2 separate regions of the Callithrix jacchus genome follow, and region 2 is linked to region 1. The links are chromatin contacts, called in public Hi-C maps. All regions are on one chromosome and are shown on one strand. The core of a region is the stretch at or near the end of the contact, and the rest is flanking DNA. Distances in the headings are between cores, read along the strand shown. Region 1 has its middle 76 kb from the start of SPAG17. Region 2 has its middle 78 kb from the start of TRNAC-GCA.

Region 1 (2,755 bases), core at 152-2,651:
AGGGTGGTCCTGCCTTCCCCAGCCCACTGACTCAAGTGTTAATCTCCATTGACAACACCCTCACAGACACACCCAGGATCGATACTTTGTATCCTTCAATTCAATCAAGTTGACACTCAGTATTCACCATCACAGTGACTATGACCTTTGTCACAGAAGACGACTAGAAAAATAGCCACGAGTTGACCTCGATACTAAGAGCAGCACTGATTCAGACATGGAATACGACGGAGCTCGTGACGGTTCATTTTAGCCACGAAGCATAAAGAAGTCCAGTGCAGGGTACACAGTCCTTGAAGACAGCTCTCAAGGATCTAGACACATTAAATGTCTGAGCCCCAGTCTCATTCCAGGGGCAGTGACAGGATGACGCTCCCCAACTTGAGGTTTTGATTTTTATGGTTCTAATTACCTAAGAAACTCCATATTACCATAAAGGTCAACGTCAGATGGCAGGGCTCCAGAAACATCACGGAGTGTTTCCTCGTTGCAGCAGCCACGCTTGCCCTTTCTCTCTTTTTATTTTTCTCATCCTCCTTTTTAAATAATAATTATCACACATATTAGTGCTTAGTATTTGCCACACATTAAAACAAGAGCTAAGACTACATGCTGTCATGTAATTCTCATGACTGCTCCGTGGTGTCCATATCATTTCACTGATTTTGGAGAGAGGGAAACTGAGGTTTAGAGAAGGATAATTAACACGATTTTCACAAATGGACACAAAGATAGTCACACACTTAGACAGCGTCAGAACAGGAACTTAGAGCACTCTGTTCGAACTCAAGCCTGTGCTGTTAGTGGCCGTGGTTCTGCGATGTAAGCACACATTCCGATTGTGTTGTTTGCCAGTTGTTCTAGACGCCTTCTCCCCTGGAAGATGGGGCCAGGTTTCCTAGCTGTTTGTTTGCGGATAGCACTAGCATGTTATGGGGTATCAATAAATACTTGGCTGAGTGGCACACAATCAGCTAGGGAAGGCCTGGTCTAAATTCACCCACCCATACAAATTGCAGGATTTTGCATCACTCTGCAGCTGATCTTATTAGGACAGGTCTTGTGACTGTCCCAGGCCTGAACACTCATAACAGAGCTCTCCTTGTCATCGTGACAATAGAAAGCAAGGGAAGGGAAAGCCATAAATTAGGCCAATGGAGGGAGGCGGAGGAAAATAGATACAGACTGCTGACAAGATTAATATGCAGTTGACGGGGAGTGCTTTCACACCAGAGTGCCAGCAAATAAACACAATTCAGAAAGCTCATCCCTGCCTTACCAGGGAAGGCAGATTCCTGAGCCAAAAAAAAAAAAAAGTGAATGAGCAAGAGAAAGAAAAAGAGAGGTCTGTGTGTGCACGGGGCCAGGAATTCCTCCAGCAGGATCAGATAGCTGGGGTATGACACCAGCAGAGTTATACATACATTTTCTGACCCCAAACAGGGACAGGAGAAGCAGGCACAGGCACTGCAGGGAAGGTGGGCTCCGAAGATACTGAGTGACGGCTGAGATCAGTGCCCTCCCTGGGCATAAGCATAGCCTTCCCTGTGCCACCAGCAGAGGCAGGTGTCATTTTCTGGGAGGAGTCAGCAGACCTGCCTGGCCCTTTTGTCTGGATTTCTGATGGGCTCTCCCACGCCCTGCTGTAATGAATGAGACCTCAGCGGGCTTCAGCTGAATACTTCATAGATGGGAATTAATTCTTCTTTTTTTAAAATTAGTTTAAACTATATGAGATGGGCATTTTTGTAAGTCAAAAGTGGCCAAATATTGTCAATTTCATATGGTTTCAGACAATAGTAAGGGCAGAGATTGTTTTTAAACTCAGTAATTGATTCCAGAATTGGGGCTCTCAGGCACTATGCTATACTGTCTCACCAATGATTTCCCATTACCCCGAGCGTAAATTTAGACTTCGACCTGGGCCTACAGGAATCTTCATGATGTGATCTTTGCTTAGCTGGTAACTCCTCTGTCCACAGCAACACCGAATTTCTCCCGGCTATTCAGCGATTACTTTGGTTTACTGATCTTTGATGATACACTTTCTTCTTCATGAAACACGACACCTGCTTCTCTTTCCCTGGATGTATCATTCCGTCCCTCAGGGTTAGCCATCATAGCGTTTATACTCCATCGGAAACTGCCCGAAGTGAGGAAATGTCGTCACCTGCCCTATCTGTTAACGACTAGATGAATGCCTGGCACGTAAAAGGATGAGTGAATGCATGGATGAATGAATGAATTACATGGATTACGTGAATGCCACCCTCCCTCTCACAAGACACACTCGTTCTACGGCAAATTAAACAGTTATCTGCTTTGACATCGATGTCCAGCTTCAGAACAACCCCCTGCAATTTGGCTGGAGCTGTGCTGCAGAGCTTCATGATACACGTTGAATGTAACAAGAGCACGAATTAAAACATTCAAGAACGTTCTCACATACCCTAAAGAACTCGTTCAGCTCTTCGTTTTTAATAATGTAAGCTTCTTATTTTTGCCTTTTTTTTTTCCTCTTGTTGGGGCCTGGTTTTTATTGGAAGAATTTTCCACAAGTACCACTAATGTAAACAAATAAAGATTTTTGGAGGCAGTTATCAGAACAGTTACAGATTCAAATGTGGTTATAAATGTTGGAACTGTTATTGCTAGTGACTGGAGAAGCTCAAATTAGCTTATTAGCTTTACTTAGCTGGATGTATACCACGTTTTTCCCGTGAAGAGAAAGTTATGGAAGAAAATGCCTCCTTAG
Region 2 (3,144 bases), core at 92-2,591, 460 kb after region 1:
TCCATGGTGAAAAATATGTATGTATAAAAGAAAGACACGACTCTCAGGCAAATGCTTAAGTGTTTTTTCTCCCTCTCCGCCATTCTCTACACCCACGTTACCAGCTTAAATCCACTATGACTATGCTTCTCCTCTTACAATAGTTAATTCCTCAGCAATTCACAATATAGCTTTCTTCTCATCGGTTGGGCAGCTGTGTGCCACACCCTGCCATTAATTTTTATAAGTCATGGATGTTGGTTTTTCATTTGCTATTACACATGGTTTTCTAATGCTGACACTGGTTAGTTTATTTCCCCTATTAGTTAAAATAAGTCAAAAATCATTCAAGGAGAAAATAATAGAAGGTTATAATTTCAGTTTGAGTCACATACAAGTAAAAACTAAAGTTAGAAAGCAAAGGCACACACTCTATTTTTCCATAAAATTTATTTCCCAAATCAATGCTGGAGCCCAAATCTCTAGGATTCTGCCCATTTCTAATGAAGGAGGAAAAGTTCCACAATGAGGACAGAACAGAGCCAGAAAGCATCTTATGGTCTTGAATAGAGAGAAACTTGAGGCAAACAGGAACTGGTGCCAAGCGTCTGTTATTGCTATAGAAATGCAAGTGAAGGCTGCTTCCAGGGTCTCAGCAAAGCAGAAGCCCCGGCTTATTATGAAGAACACTGTTACGGGGTCTCTGGACCGTCCTTATGCCAGTACCATGCCACTAACACGTGGACTGATTAAGCACCTTTTGCTGTAATAAACTCTTTGCTGAGCAATTTGTCTGATCAGAAATGGAAAAACTACATTTTTAACCAACTTATGATTGTCTCTTCTTGGACTTGAAAAGTAGAAATCCCTTAAGCTAAAAATTCCACATATTTTAAACAAAACAAATTTCTGGAATGATCTTCTACTGCAAGGAAGCCACGAAACCTATATTGTTCCATCACTTTGTAAACTTTCCTTCATAGCTTTATTCTGTGAACATTAGCCTTTCCACTGTAATGAGCCAACTGGAGTATCCAGCATAGCTCTGTTCAGACCCCATCAAGCCTAGCACTGAAAATTGCCTCGCTGAGTAAGGGAAGACCTGAGGAAAGGCATCCATAGACTTGTGAAAGCGTACAAGGGTACGAAGCCACATATGATCTTTAAACTCCAAAGTTTAGAGAAGAAGACTTAAAATCTCCTCGTCTCCTCACTTTTACAAATTGGAAACATAACGCCATAGTGGATATCTGTATTTGTCTGCCCAGTGTCCATTTCCTGTTCTACCGGTGTCAGATTTCACTCTCTCTCCCCCATTCTAAGTGGAACTGTACGGTTTGATACACAGGGATCCTTGTCCTCATCTTGCCCTCACCAAGACATGGGTACAAGAAGCAACTTAAGCCAACCAAGCTCTTTACCTCTAGCATCTAAATTGGGATCCAAGCCACCTCTAAGGTAGTGTCACAGAGGGACATTTATCAATTCCCGACTTCGAAGATCACTGCAGCTACATAGTCCCTCAGCCTGGTTACTCAACTTACCTTTGATTCTGTGAGACATCATGTATCCTTCCAAGAAATTCACCCTGCCTCACCCTCAGCTGCATCATAACTTGTTCCTCATTAGCCAGAGTTATTTTTAGTTCTTGCAACGAAAGAAGTTGATACAGAGACCTTGTCAAAGGTTGAGGAGAAAAATTCTCACTTGTTCACCTAAGACCATGCTGTATGCAGCACAAGGCTGGTTTTATAAGCAGGCAGAGCAGGTGGCCAGCTATGAAATGTAAATGACATACACACCCAGCCAAAAATTCTGCTCTTTAAGTTAACTCTACCTGAAATGCTCCCAATTTAGAATTAAGGGTGGTCCTCTTAAAATGAGCCTGTGACTTCATCGTTCTATGTCAAATTGATTACTTACTCTAATATAGAAGAAAGATAGGCTTTGCTAGATAGAAACGTGAGGAGACAAGCAGGTGAGACACAATGGAGGGGGCACTGAAGTGGGCAGTCTGGGACAATGAGAGGTGGCATGGAGATGCCTATTAGAAAGAGTGCCGCTGCATGTTCTCACTCACAAGTGGGTGTTGAACAATGAGAACACATGGACACAGAGAGGGAACATCACACACTGGGGTCTGTTGGGAGGTGGGGGTCTAGGGGAGCGATAGCAGCGGGGTGAGGAGGTTGGGGACGGATAACGACAGGAGAAATACTTAATGTAGGTGAAGGGGGGATGGAGGCAGCAAACCACCATGGCATGTGTATACCTATGTAACAATCCTGCAAGATCTGCACATGTACCCCAGAACTTAAAGTATAATAAAAAGAAAAGAACAAAGGTAAGTGCCACTCTGTGTCCCTGTGGCCTCGTGGCAACCTCCACTCTGCCTTAGGATTCCATCAGATGTTGCTGAAGTGTTGGCAGTCTCCACTCATGGGTCCTCCTGTCTCCACCACTCATGGGGCCTCCACCATTTCTCCTTCCCAAATCCACCTGTTTTACAGAGGCCCAGGATCTATTTTGAATATAACATTTTAGTCATTACTACTTTATCAACCTTTACCACCTCGACTGCAGGATTAAAAAAAGAAAAAGAAAATTCCTCAGCATGGCTTCAAAGGCCTTTTATTATCTTACTTTTCAACCTGTTTCTTGCTGCTGTCGCAGGCTCCCTTACATCCAGGCTACACTAAACTAGCCACTTGTCTTTTCCCACATGTGTTTCACTTGCCCTGCCTTTGTGCTTTGCACATGGTTTCCCTCCATCCCCAATGCCCTTCCCAATACCTCACTGGACTCACACAATTCCCAATATAAGCTCAGTATCAACATTGCCAGCAAGACTCCCAGGATTCCTAGGTGACGGGAGTAGGTGTCTTATTTTCCCCTCCCTTAGTTGGACAAAGTACCAGCAGACTCCCCGTATTCCTCAGTTAGGACACATTGAAAAGCAGGACAGCAAAAGGCCTTCTAAGCCAGGCTGAGGAATTTTTTTTTATCCTGCAGTGGAGGTAGTGAAGCGTTGATAAAGCAGGTGAGTGATGACCAAATCTGTATTCCAAATAGATCCTGGGCCTCTGTGGAAAAGCTGCTCATAGTATCCTGGAAATTTCATTTTAACTGAAATACACACAACATTCTTTAAATGTCTATGTATAG

The links. Hi-C and Micro-C count contacts between places; a contact is called where the count stands out from the background.
Region 2: a Hi-C map of skeletal muscle shows a contact between it and region 1, with 4 times the contacts expected there. The contact joins two enhancer-like sites. A contact is called at or near these places in 2 of 3 Hi-C or Micro-C datasets (both in skeletal muscle).

The regions. Positions count from the first base shown.
Region 1 is chr7:156,354,685-156,357,439 of calJac240_pri, forward strand. No RefSeq gene overlaps it. Among named protein-coding and RNA genes, the nearest start is that of SPAG17, 76 kb to the left of the region's middle. Within about 2 kb of position 1,402, at least 2 of the 16 cell types and tissues checked have an H3K27ac peak or open chromatin away from gene starts, as enhancers often do. A contact at or near this core is called in skeletal muscle, where this site is marked.
Region 2 is chr7:156,811,065-156,814,208 of calJac240_pri, forward strand. No RefSeq gene overlaps it. Among named protein-coding and RNA genes, the nearest start is that of TRNAC-GCA, 78 kb to the right of the region's middle. Within about 2 kb of position 1,342, at least 1 of the 16 cell types and tissues checked has an H3K27ac peak or open chromatin away from gene starts, as enhancers often do. A contact at or near this core is called in skeletal muscle, where this site is marked.